Linked DNA regions of Danio rerio: region 2 is linked to region 1. A link is a contact called in public HiCAR-type data. All regions are on one chromosome and are shown on one strand. Each heading gives the region's core, a stretch centred on a gene start, on an enhancer-like site or on the middle of the called end of the contact. The rest is flanking DNA. Distances are from core to core; before and after follow the strand shown. Region 1 holds the start of vipas39 (VPS33B interacting protein, apical-basolateral polarity regulator, spe-39 homolog). Region 2 holds the start of cdc42bpb (CDC42 binding protein kinase beta (DMPK-like)).

Region 1 (6,930 bases), core at 2,814-5,313:
AATGCACAAATAAGCTGCATTTCATTAATTAATGCTTTGTGAGTTTGTACAGGAGAAATAGATACAAACTCACTGTGTAACAATCAATCAAGTCATGGCCCGTAGTTTTATATTAATGAAACAAGCAATGAACGAGTGTATGTTGGAAATAAAACAGCTTCGTTTAACTTAACAGGTTGAGTCTCTGCAATGTTCTAGTATTGAGTTTTAAGCCATCATATGTATATGTATATATCGCAGTGCTCAGCATAATTGAGTTCACCCCATTTTGAAAATGAATATTTTGATCAATTTCTCAGTGATCATAGGCAGAGTATTTTGGTGCATTTTTATTTTTATTAAAATATCATTTGTCACCAAACATATTAAGAAATTGAAAGATAATACAATTTAATTCAAGCAGAATATTACAAAATAAAAAATGACAACCTACAAAATTAACTAAATATTTCTATTTTTCTTGCTTCTCTTGATTTTTCCTCGTTTTTAAATTTGTATTTAATATTTTTCTTTAACATATAAATTTGGGTGTACTAGTTTTTGGAACGTTCAGTTATTTTGTTAGATAAGCTCCAGATTTGGCTTCAGTACTGACTAATCTAATGTATATGCACATTAGATATATAATATTGTAAAGCTTCCTATTCAAAATTTGAATTTAAAAGAGAGATCTGTGAAGGATGTACTTATGTATGCGGAGCACTGTATGTATATGGCGACGCGGTGTGCAGTAGGTAGTGCTGTCGCCTCACAGCACGAAGGTCGCTGGGTCAATTGGCATTTCTGATTTCTGTGTGGAGTTTGCATGTTTGCCGGTTCGATTGGGTTTCCTCCGGGTGCTCCGAATTCCCCCACAGTCCAAAGACATGCGGTACAGGTGAATTGGGTAAGCTAAAACTGTCCGTAGTGTATGCATGCGAATGAGTGTATGAGTGTTTCCCAGCGATGGGTTGCAGTTAGAAGGACATCCGCTGAGTAAACATATGCTGGATAAGTTGGCGGTTCATTCCGCTGTGAAAGAGACTAAGCCAAAAAGAAAATGAATGAATAAGTATGTATGTATGTGTGTGTGTGTGTGTATATATATATATATATATATATATATATATATATATATATATATATAAATACAAATATATATAAATACAAATATAAATATAAAATATATATATATATATATATATATATATATATATATATATATATATATATATATATATATATATATATATATATATATATAGTATTTTCCTCGTCATGTTGTCCACTTGAAAAAATCTTTATTTTTATTTATTTCACCATCTGCAAAATAATTATTGTCTACATAAAATTGTTGCTAATAGTTTCCACTTTCCAGCAGAATTATACATTTATTTATTTATTGTTAAGGTGGTAAATCATGAACCTTACGTGAGGGAGCTTCTTTACGCAAACGAAACATAATTATGATTACAAGTAGTGATTTTAAGGGTGGAAAAAGTGTGTATAAGTCAGAACAGTGAATATTTTAGCTATGGCAGTCTCGTATTCGTCATCAGGCTTGTTTTGGGCTATTTTAATTGGCCTTTGGGCTGGTTTGTTATACAGACCTGTCAACCTCGTCCGGTGTTACGGTTTAACTGGTGACCGTGTTAACTGGTGTCCCTTTCCAGATGTAAGCTATTCACGTTTGCAGATTGGCAGATTCGTCACTTTTTCACAGCAACAAAACATGTCCATACCAAATAAAGATTCTCATTAGTTGGTGTCAGTGTCATTGTGTGCATTATTGATTTTAATATCTGTGTAGCAGAACAGTATATAACCAAAGTAAATAAAAAAAATAATTAGAATTGACATGTCTTTAACAGGATTCGAACCCGTGTAGTGAAAAGGTTTAGCACACGTATCAGTCAACTTATCTAACTGAGCTACTCAGAACTTCAAACGAAACGGTCTGTTTTAATATCTTTGTCAATTAAAACATGCCTTGCTGTGGTTGTGGACCCGTGTTAACATGTTTCCATCGATGTTAACATGTTTACATGCTGTTTAGTTACATGTACTCGCGTTAACGTGTTTCTACAAACTCTCCCGCTGATAGAATAGCTCTCTGTGACTAAACGATGCTTCATCAGTTGCTCAAACCATGTTTTTTCTTAGCTCTAGACTCATGTCTACCTGTGCCTTTGGAGTCGTGTTAACTCGTGACCCATGCTCATACATGTAACGTAAATAAAGATTTTATCAAAAAATGATACAATGACGATATTATTAAGCAAGGTATTATGTCTAATATATATATAATATATTTCATATATAATATTATGCAACAGAATATTAGAATATTATGCAATCAGAATATAATAGTCACATTGACTCGTGTTAGTCTGTGTCTACAAAGTTAAACGAGCTGTGTTTTCTCAGAATAGCTCTAAATGACTACGATGTTCCACTAAATAAGCATACGTTATAAATCGCAGTCCCCCCCCCCACATTTTATTTTAAAGAGAATTAAAAAAATCAGGCTACATAAACAAAACTCGTATGTGGATTCGAACCTACTAACAAAAGAGAAGCATGATTGGAACATACGTGCTATCTAATTGAGCTATCAAGCACTGATGAAATGTAAGGCTTAGCAGCTTTTAGTAATTTTATCGCATGTAGCCAAATCATGTTCATAAGTACCTTGATACAGATGTGACCAAGATCATACATTGAAATGTTGCGATTTTCAATTAATATTCTGTTGCATAATATTATATATGAAATATATATTATATATATTAGACATAATATGTTGCATAATAATATCGTCATTGTATCATTTTTTTGGATAAAATCTTTATTTACGTTACATGTATGAGCATGGGTCACGAGTTAACACGACTCCAAAGGCACAGGTAGACATGAGTCTAGAACTAAGAAAAAACATGGTTTGAGCAACTGATGAAGCATCGTTTAGTCACAGAGAGCTATTCTATCAGCGGGAGAGTTTGTAGAAACACGTTAACGCGAATACATGTAACTAAACAGCATGTAAACATGTTAACATCGATGGAAACATGTTAACACGGGTCCACAACCACAGCAAGGCATGTTAACTGACAAAGATATTAAAACAGACCGTTTCGTTTGAAGTTCTGAGTAGCTCAGTTAGATAAGTTGACTGATACGTGTACTAAACCTTTTCACTACACGGGTTCGAATCCTGTTAAAGACATGTCAATTCTAATTATTTTTTTTTTTATTTACTTTGGTTATATACTGTTCTGCTACACAGATATTAAAATCAATAATGCACACAATGACACTGACACCAAGTAATGAGAATCTTTATTTGGTATGGACATGTTTTGTTGCTGTGAAAAAGTGACGAATCTGCCAATCTGGAAACGTGAATAGCTTACATCTGGAAAGGGACACCAGTTAACACGGTCACCAGTTAAACCGTAACACCGGTAGTGTTTAGAGCAGTTCAATAGCTAACAAATTACTTTTGAAAAGCTCTTGTTGTCTTTATAATATTAAATAATAAGCATTTAGGAGTGACAGGGCCATACAGTTCAGTAATGATACTGTGGTTAAAAAAAAACGATAATGCTCCACAGAAAGACGCTGAACTCACCCGTGAAAACTCATCGTCTTCATCATCGAAGGTGAAGGCTTTGAATTTGGAGCTGTTCCAGTACTCATCATCCTCAGGTTTGGCTCGTGTCATCTGAAAACACACTGACTGAATTGAGCAAACAGCAGGAGCTGCAGGTCTCTCACTGCATCAACACACTCTGATCTTTAAACACACACTTTTTATTCACAGATGTGTCTAAACTTGATCAGCTCCTAACCGACGCACTTAACACAGCTGTCTCTTAATTTATTATCCTTATACTCTGCTGTTGTCAGAAACTGTCAATACGACGTTTCATGATTCGCTAATGTAACGTGTAATGTTAAAAACATTCATTCCTGTGCGTTGATACAATGCTGCGATTTGGATGTTTATGAAACAAACGTATCGTTATGGTTTTATAATCTCGATACAGACTTACCTTCGGAATATTACAGTGAAAAAAATCAACCCATGAAACGTCAGATTTGTTAGCTACTACTTCCTGGTTCCAACATGTCGCCAAAATAAAAGTCTGACTGGTAAAGGATAAAAGACCTTAACCTGCCGTTAACTTAATTAACCTAGTTAAGCCTTTATAGTAGTGTCTTGGAAATATTATATACTAATATTATTTAGTGTCATCATGGAGAAGATAAAATAAATCAATTATTAGGAATGAATTATTAAAACTATTATATTTAGAAATGTGTTTAAAAAATCGTCTTTCCGTTAAACAGAAATTGGGGAAAAAATAAACAGGGGGGCTAATAATTCTGTTGGTTCTCTGAATTTTTTGGATTTTAGCACTTTAAGTTACACATTCAAGGTTAATTGGCTTAAGCAGTTTAGGAAAAAAAACAACATGTTTGTGGAATTTTATTCCATGAGTTTCTTCTCATGTGTAACTTTAAAATTGAAAAGCTACCAGCTATATTATGATTTTCATAAACAAGTACTCCTAGCTTAGACACTGATAAAGCACAACTTTTCACCCCATCTGTCTTTTATTTGGAACAACGGGAATGTTATGTATAAGAATAAATCTATATTTTTAAAAAGTTGGTTAGATAAAGATATACTGTTGATTGGCCAATTAATAAACTTCAAAGGTCTACTATTTTCATAAAAAGAATTTAGAACATTTTCAATTTCCTGTTTCTCCAAAAGAATTTTCTGTAGTTATGGGATGTATCCCATCTGGTCTTGTTTCTCTATTAAGAGGTACCGTCACTTTATCGCAAATTTCACTTAATTTGGTCGATTCTTATATTGGAAGGTTATGTTTTGCTTCTCCCTGTAAAATAATAATAGGATAATCCGTTTATTATTTCAGCAGAGTAGTATTAGTCTACCAGGTGTGACTGCTTATTGGAATAATGCAGTGGATAATATTTGTTGGAAAAAGGTATGGATGCTTCCTCATAGTTATTTTCTAACAAATACAGTAAAAGAGATTTCTTATAAAATAATTCATAAATTCTATCCGGACCGTCATTAAATGAAAAAATATAAAAGTGATATCTCCTCCAACTGTTCCTTTTGTGATGACTGTTTTGAACTGGTTTTTCTTCTTTTTGGTACTGTCCACTTACAAAAATATTTTGGAAAAAATGTCTTGAATTTTACTCGAAGTAAAATTGATAGTAAATGTACTTTGTATTGGAAACATGAAGTCTTGGGCTTTACTGAATATGAACAACCTAAAAGTAAACAGTTGTATGTGGTGAACTTAATTTTGCTGCTTGCTAAATTCAATTCAGATTCAATTGACTCATAACCAAAAGGCTCTTAAAACTTCATCTGTCTCCGGTTCTTTCCCTATGTTTAATGAGTAAATTTTGCCTTTTCAATATGTATTTTTTATATACCCCCTGTGTTTAGCTGTTTCTTCTTTTTTTTTTCTTTTTCTTCATTGTTAAAGATGATCTGCCTATTTGTTGATGTATGTATAAATTGTATACACTGTTTATAGGCTTAATAAAAAAAAAATCAGTTGGTTTTGATTCCAACTATCTGTCTGTCTGTCTGTCCCTCTCCCTCTCCCTCTCCCTCTCTCTCTCTCTCTCTCTCTCTCTCTCTCTCTCTCTCTATATATATATATATATATATATATATATATATATATATATATATATATATATATATATATATTGAGAGAGATAATTTTTAATCTTTTATTTTCCACTTATTTAAATGTCATTCTGTGTTCTTGTATTGATATGCATGTACTGTATATACCCTGAGCTCCTGAAAAAAAAATCCTTGTATGTTTGCGCACACTTGGCGAATAAAGCTCATTCTGATAATATATAAATACATAAAATACTAGAATTTACAGCAAAACAGCAAAATTTTATAACTGGCATACTCACTCACTCTCCTTTGGTTAGTCCCGGATTTATAGTATCAGGGGTCACCAAAGTGGAATGAACCACCTTTTACTCAGGCATGTGTTGTATGAAGCGCATGCCTGTCCATCCAGAACCCAGCACTGGAAACATTATATAGTGTGCAGTGCACTATAATGGAAAACACGCATACATTCTCTCCCACACGCATACACTATGGCCAATTCACGTTTAGCCAATTCACCTACTGCATGTCTTTTGGAAACTCATGCACACGGGTGGAAAACATGCAAATTCCACACAAAACCGCCTCATGGCCCAGCCAGCATTCGAACCAGTGACCTTCTTGCTGTGAGGTGACATTGCTAACCACATTCAACTTTCCAATTGCATAAATGTAAGTTGTCCTAGTATTGTGTGTATGTTTAAGTATATGTGTATATATTTAAACACATTTTCAAAATATATATACAAAAATTAATTTATAAAAATGTATTAAATTTATACAGAAAATGTAACTTTAAATGAATAATTTTAAACTTAAAACAATAACTGTTTAATATGTGACATGACATAGGGATATTCAATTGGCGGCCCGTGGGCCACATGCAACCTAGAATTAACCCTTTAAGTGGCCCAGCCTGTGGTTCCGCCTATAGATAATAAATTAATATATATTATTTATATATATTTATAAAAACATTTCTCTCTCTCTCTCTCTCTCTCTCTCTCTCTCTCTCTCTCTCTCTCTCTCTCTCTCTCTCTCTCTCTCTCTATATATATATATATATATATATATATATATATATATATATATATATATATATAAAGAGAGAGAGAGTGAGTATATTAATATAAATATAAAGTATTTAATATGTCTATGGTCCAGCCAAAAACATGCAATCCTACGTAATTACGTAGCCTGCAACACGCAAACAATGCAGAGCGTGCGGGTATAAAGAGGCAGAGTTCTTCTTTCAAAAGCAG
Region 2 (6,930 bases), core at 2,638-5,137, 150 kb after region 1:
ATTCAATTTTCGATTATGAATAATTAATTAATTATGACCAATTCATTATTTGTAGCCTACCGTTTAAACTACCTGACCTGCATGGTCTTTGTTTTACCCATAAACAAATCATAAAGTAAATGAATAAAGGCAAGATACACACATAATTACCACCTGTCAATCACTTTTTCTGCGGGACTCGTGAATAGGCAGTGATCTGTGTTGTTATAATGGCGTCGGTAAAAAAGACGCACAACCAACAGGAACCAGCCAACAGTATCTGAGGTGTTCGCTAAAATGACTAAGTACAAGTGAGTGATAGATTGAGGCAGTCCTCTGACTGCCTGGACCTGCAGTCTGGAGCGCATGGCTGTGAGTGTGTCTGTGTGGTCACGTGATGTGCATTTTCAGCCGAAGTGAGGAAGAAGGGCTGCTCAGAAATGCTACACGCCACTGTGGATGTCAAATCGTTGTCGTTCTAAAATGCCATTTAAAAACAGACAGTGTCAACAGGGCCTGAGTGTGCACTTTTTCGCGAGCGGATTTGCAACGTGGGCGGGCGGAGGATCGCGATGCCGGTGTTGTCTATCGGACGAACCGTACGTAATACGTACATAGCAGAGCTTGCAAAACTGTGTTTTTTTTGTCAACAACACGAACGTTGTCAACATAACTCACTGGAAATCCAAAATGCTTACACACCGGCGACTTCATTGAAAGAGGAGAGGGTTTAAGCTCTGTCGACGGGTCTCCTGCTTCTGCAGTTTAACAAGCACTTCAACAAGCCTGTTTTTTTCCCGCTTGACAAGCCAAGCTGACGTGACATGGGGGCGTGGCAGCATCGACGATTCTATTTTTTTGATACGATAATAGAAATTGAGCATAAATTTCGATAATCGAAATCGTGACAGCCCTACTGAACACCCTGAAAAAGTATTAACTTCGCCAAAATGGACTATCACCGAAAAAATAGAGAGAAAAAAAACACTAATATTTGCCATATCAACATATGAAAAAATGTGTTAACGTTCCACATTTATTGCATAAATAATATACCAATAAAGTAACAGTAAATTCCCAGGTGTACAAGTGATCAAGTGTCTCTATCTGTAATGAAACTGGATGGTCCTGTTAGAAGGAAAATGACTGTATAGCTCTATTTTTCCCACTACATAACAGAGAATGACACAAATCAGCCACATGAGAATGGCAGATTTGCCAAAAAAGGTAGACCAGCAATGTTACTGCCATTTCATGCATAATAGCCATTCTAAAACCTTCCCTTGAAAAGCACTTCATAAAATGGAAAGCACATATCGAGAGCAAGCACTCTGCCAATACTGCACTTTACAGTGGCGTTACTGAATTGCTTGTGTTTAACCGGCGCCAGCATAACATCTTCCAAGTAAATCATTAACCTCCACAATCAAGGGCACCATAAGAAAAACTTGCGGCTTCCAGTGGTGTAGTAAGACATAAAGAAACATTTATGACTCCTGGAAACTGGGTCACACTATGGCTAGCTCGTGGTGATGGGATGTGAGGTGGCACCTGCTAGCGATGGGTTGCAAGAGGACACTGGCGGTCCTTACAGAAGCAGACACACTGGAGTGTAATCTCATTACTGACGTCAACTCTACAACACCCAGGACAGAGAATCCACTCACAGTGAAAGCCAAACACAAATAACAGAACCAGGAAGAGCCCGAATAAGGGGCATCCCACCCAATGCATTCCTGTTTACTACAGGGAAGCGCGTGACTCTTAAAGACCACATTGACTGAATGGTTATCTTGTCAAACTGATTAATGAGCATCACCCACATGCAAATGGAGATGACTATAGCAACAACATCAATATAAGAACATCAACATAAATCAACATCCCCAGAGTTTATGAAGTGATACATTTGCATCGCCCTTGAAAACAAAGTCCAACTTGTTTGCCGGAAGTTTATCAGGAACATTACCCTGTGAAGCCAACTGTACGATAGGTGACAAAAACTCCAAATTACGAAGATGATACAAAACATGTTGTGCACAATAGTCTTCATACCTTCTCTCACCTGAGTGACAGTTTATACTTTCACTTTTTTCATTGTCAGGCCAAGGTACAGGTGTCTTATGGCTGAAAAATCTCTCATTGTTTTTTTTAATCACCATTAATGTTGCGAGATTAACTTTTAATAGAGCAAAGAAACTAGGGTTTAATGGATAACACATACTTTAATTGTTTTAGTAAAATCATAATAAAATGAGAGACTTATTATTTAGAAATATAGTGACAACTTACATTTACATGCATTTCTGTTAAACAATGTAAATACTATTACATGATATAATCTACTTCTGTAGATAATCTTATGTCTTTGTCATTAAAAATATGTATGATTTTGGGAAAAATAGATGATTTTCTCTTCATAGAAGGACCCTAATATACAGTATACAGTTTTTTCTAACTATTAATTTAGACTCACTACAAATCTTTACTTTTTAAACATTACATTTTGCCCACACTACTGAGATTTCTTTTTACATCTTCGTAAACAATATATGACAATATATACTATATATTAGGCATCGGACGAGAACCGTTTTCAAGGAATACTGCGGTTTAAAAGTCAAGGTTTTAAAACCGACAAAGTTTTCTGTAATACAGTTCCTAAGGTATAAGTAAGATTTTTATTTACATTTTTTTTACAACAACATTATTTCCAGCAGAAAAAATATCCAAAGATGCCATTTTAAAATGTAAAGAAATCTGTGTTTTTGAAACAAATGAAGACAGCAGAAGTCTATGATTCATTTTGATTATTTAGCCTGCCATGTTTACTGCTCCAAAATATTATAAACTTTCAAAAAATAAAATATATTGTTTTCAAAGGGGAAAAATTGGTTGTTTTTTTACTCAGACATTGAAAAAGAATATCTTTTAGAGCAGTGAGCACAATACCGTGAAACCGTGATATTTTTATCCAAGGTTATCATACCCATATATGATTAGGTTATCATACCTATTATATATATATATATATATATATATATATATATATATATATATATATAAACACACACACACACACAAACGGTTTAGATGCAAAAAACTTTAAATCCTTCTAAGACTCTTGCGTGTAGAAATTTTGCTCTTAAAGTGAGAAATACGTTCTTTTCATTGCCTTCAGTGAAATACTAGAACATAAACATAGGAGGTTGCGAAAAATGCTCATGTTAGGAGAGAATTTCAGATGATATTTAAAGGTTTTTGCATCTGAACTCTTCCTATCTTAATATATAATATCAACACACACACACACACACACACACACACACACACACATATATATATATATATATATATATATATATATATATATATATATATATATATATATATATAAATTATTATAAGCAGATGCAACTTCAGCAGCATCTACTTTGCATCAGCTGCCCAACCCTATACTATCCACCATAAGCTCATATAAATCCTTGTTTTTGAGTACTTCAACTGGAACAACAACACGTCAAGCAGTATCGTCCAAACAACGAGGCCAGGAATCCCAAGAGCAAATGTCACGGCAGCAATTTTGACAATAGCCTGAAGTCAGCTGGGTGATTAAGGCAAATGTAATAACAGATAAACAGGTCTTAAAGGCACACGCACAGATTTTCATCCCCGAACGCGGTCACTAATGCACTCAAATCCATCAACTTACCCCATTCCAAAAAGTCCGTCACATGTTTTTCCCGTTTTAAGGGCGAGTTGCTGCACTCGTTGTATAAACATATGAGAATATCCAGCAGTGTCTCCACACTCAGTGACTTGTCGTTTTTCTGATGGCCATCCAGCAGCAACTGCTCCAACTTCTTCAGGCGCACCTTCGCAGACATTTTCTACCAATTTAGCGGCCTGGCTACCACTCCCAGAGCCAGAAGATGTGAAATAACACTTGTCGGATTTAATATAACCGGTATTCGCGTTATAAATACACACAGTTGGTGTTTATCTGGCCAAAACGTGTGGAGCTCTGAAGTCCCAGACTCCAACTGCTAGCCAGCCATCCAGCTAGCCAGCTAGCAAAATGTGCCCAACATTGTGCTGAGATAAACGAAGCCCTAATGCGCCTAACCCCGCTGTTGTCCGCCGGTTTCCAGCCTTTCCTCCCCCCTCCTCACTCCTGAGGCCCCGTCGGCTCCATTCGCCTTAATCCGGACAAATCTGTACTTTCCACTTTGCGGGATGTGTCGGGGCTTTTTCTCCCGTCGAATCTCAGGATGACTGGACGCTCATTCCGCTCAGCTGGAATTCTTCAGGAATAAACGAAGAACTACACACACCTTGGACCTACATAAACACGCCCCCCACAAAACTGGGTGATTTCTCGAGGTAGGCGAATCCTCGAGTGTGAGCGGGACTAGCCGGTGTGCTGCTCCGCGAAGCCGAATATGGCTGCATTCGTGTTCAGCCTTGTCTAGCGTTCCCGAATGAAGAATCCAGACCCGGGATAGCGGAGCCCCGCCCACCCGCACCGGAAACGCTGGGGATATGTGTGTGACGCCATGGTTTGATTGACACCGGGAGGCGGCGAGCACTGACCTCATCAGGAGCTCATATGCACTGAAAACAGCCGAAGCGTCCTCTCGTTGACCAGACCCAAACACTCGGTTCAACAGGGAACTCCGTGAATGAAGAGCTTACAGATTTTAGCAACAGTGGCGGATTTAGGGATTTGGGGGCCCCAAGTTCTGAAATGTATCCTTTCTACTTTTATTTAATTTGTATTTATTTTGTCACTATATCACTATCACTATATATTCTTTTCTACGTTTTATCTCAATACATTTACATGTTTTACTTAAAAAAAAAAAAAAAACTTTTTTAATACATTTACAATTTTACATTTTAAATAATTAGATTGCTTAAAATGAATTTACTATTAACAAAAATAATAAATAAATAAATATATATATATATATATATATATATATATATATATATATATATATATATATATATATATATATATATATATATATATATATATATATGGCTCCATGATTGATGGTGGTGGATATGTTTTAGTAGTATTATTATTACATAACATAGTAATATTAATAGTATATTTTATTGTATATAAAATAACATTTAATTACCTAATAATTTTATTTGCATAACTGTTATACAAAATGTGATAGAAAACAATGTTATATATAGTTTATAGGTATAATTTATACTTCAAGATATTTATTGGGGGCCCCTTGATATCCTGGAGCCCCAAGCAGCCGCTTACCTTGCATATTGATTAAATCTGCCCCTGATTAGCAAATGTATGTTTGTTTTTCTCTGGTGTTCTAATTACTTTCTACTTTTTAAAATAATTTTAAATTAAACATGTAAATATTTATTAAGGCTGACACAGGGATGCAGTAGGTAGTGCTGTCGCCTCTCACAAAAAGGTCGCTGGTTCGAGCCACGGCTGGGTCAGTTGGCATTTCTGTGTGGAGTTTGCATGTTGTCCTCGTGTTTGTGTGGGTTTCCTCTGGGTGCTCCGGTTTTCCCCACAGTCCAAAGACATGCGGTACAGGTGAATTGGGTAGGCTAAATTGTCAGTAGAGTATGAGTGTGTGTGGATGTTTCCCAGAGATGGATTGCCAATGGAAGGGCATCTGCTGTGGAAAACATATGCTGGAAAAGTTGGCGGTTCATTCCGCAGTGGCGACCCCAGATTAATAAAGGCACTAAGCCGAAAAGAAAATGAATGAATGAATCCATTTTTATATGTATTTAAATATGTATTCTACAGAGCTGCTCAAATGGTAGTTTTGTTATTGTGATCTCAGAAATATAGCAAGATTCCTCATTCGTCAAGCACTGTAAAAATGCAGACAATGTGCCAAGCCCTCACCAGTGTAAGGGGCACACAAAAGACTTAACCTCTATAAAGCCTCTCACAGTAATTGCAGCTCCATTCAGTCAGAATGATTATGACTGTCTGTGCATTCGGACATGAGCGTGACCTTTTCACCTACTCTGTAATTTGTTCTTATGGTTATTAATGATCAGTTATCATTATTATTGCCATTTTTACTCGTTCGGTGATTGTTTAGACCAGTAATAGCCTACTCGTTGGTTTATTTAGAGCTGGGGGGGGTATTAAATGTTTAACGTTGATTAAACATTATGCTTTTTTTCCATTCCTATATTCCACATTTTAAATCACTTTATAATATACTTTAATAAACACATCTGTGACTGTTTTTTTCTTTTCATTATTTCACAGACATTTTTAACAGATTTCCACACAAATCCAGCTGCAGAATATTCACAGACAAAACCAGTTATACCATTATGGCAAGCCATTTTAACATTTTATCTAAAACATAGTATCTCCATATTTTCAGTTAAATTCCACTACTTCATTTGTACTAACATTAGTACAGAACACTCAACAATTTTGAAAATAGGCTCATTTTACTCCCCTTAAGTTGAATTTTACCATTTATTAATGCATTCATCCAATCCCCAAGTATGGCAGGAGTAGCTTAGCTTAGTTTAACATAAATCAATATATCGGTTTAGACCATTAGCATCTCACTCAAAAAGAACCAAAGAGTTTCGATAATATTCATATTTAAAGCTATAATATTTATAGTTACACAGTGAACTAAGGCAGATGAAAAATCTCTCATTCCTGCGTAAAAATCAGGAAACTTTGCTTCTAAGAAAGTAATTAAAATGCCTTGATTATAATAAAGATGATAGAATACACAAAACATGTCACTATTTGAAAGGGGGAAAGTGTAATGGGAAATATGGAGAATAAAGCCTGCTTGAGCCAATCATTGATCGCTATGGACTGACGTTTCTCCAGGGAGAAAGCTCAGACCAGACGTGTGCTTTTATGACAGTTTGGTGGTCAACAAACGCATTGGAATCTTAGTGAATACTTGCTTC

The links. HiCAR-type assays count read pairs that join an accessible place to other places.
Region 2: a HiCAR-type map of caudal fin shows a contact between it and region 1, with 4 times the contacts expected there. The contact joins the promoter of cdc42bpb here to the promoter of vipas39 in region 1. A contact is called at or near these places in 5 of 18 Hi-C or Micro-C datasets (caudal fin, embryo, hematopoietic stem cells and 2 more) and 2 of 4 datasets of contacts at active chromatin or transcription factors (caudal fin and embryo).

What each region holds. Positions count from the first base shown.
Region 1 is chr20:20,827,733-20,834,662 of GRCz12tu, forward strand. It overlaps vipas39 (VPS33B interacting protein, apical-basolateral polarity regulator, spe-39 homolog), which reads right to left and starts at 4,064. Exons shown (of 19, transcript NM_001001836.1): 1 at 4,035-4,064; 2 at 3,611-3,703. The coding sequence starts at 3,703. It overlaps LOC566974 (serine/threonine-protein kinase pim-3), which reads left to right and starts at 3,375. Exons shown (of 5, transcript XM_068215630.2): 1 at 3,375-3,747.
Region 2 is chr20:20,981,632-20,988,561 of GRCz12tu, forward strand. cdc42bpb (CDC42 binding protein kinase beta (DMPK-like)) reads right to left here and starts at 3,888. Exons shown (of 36, transcript NM_001045125.2): 1 at 3,692-3,888. The coding sequence starts at 3,866.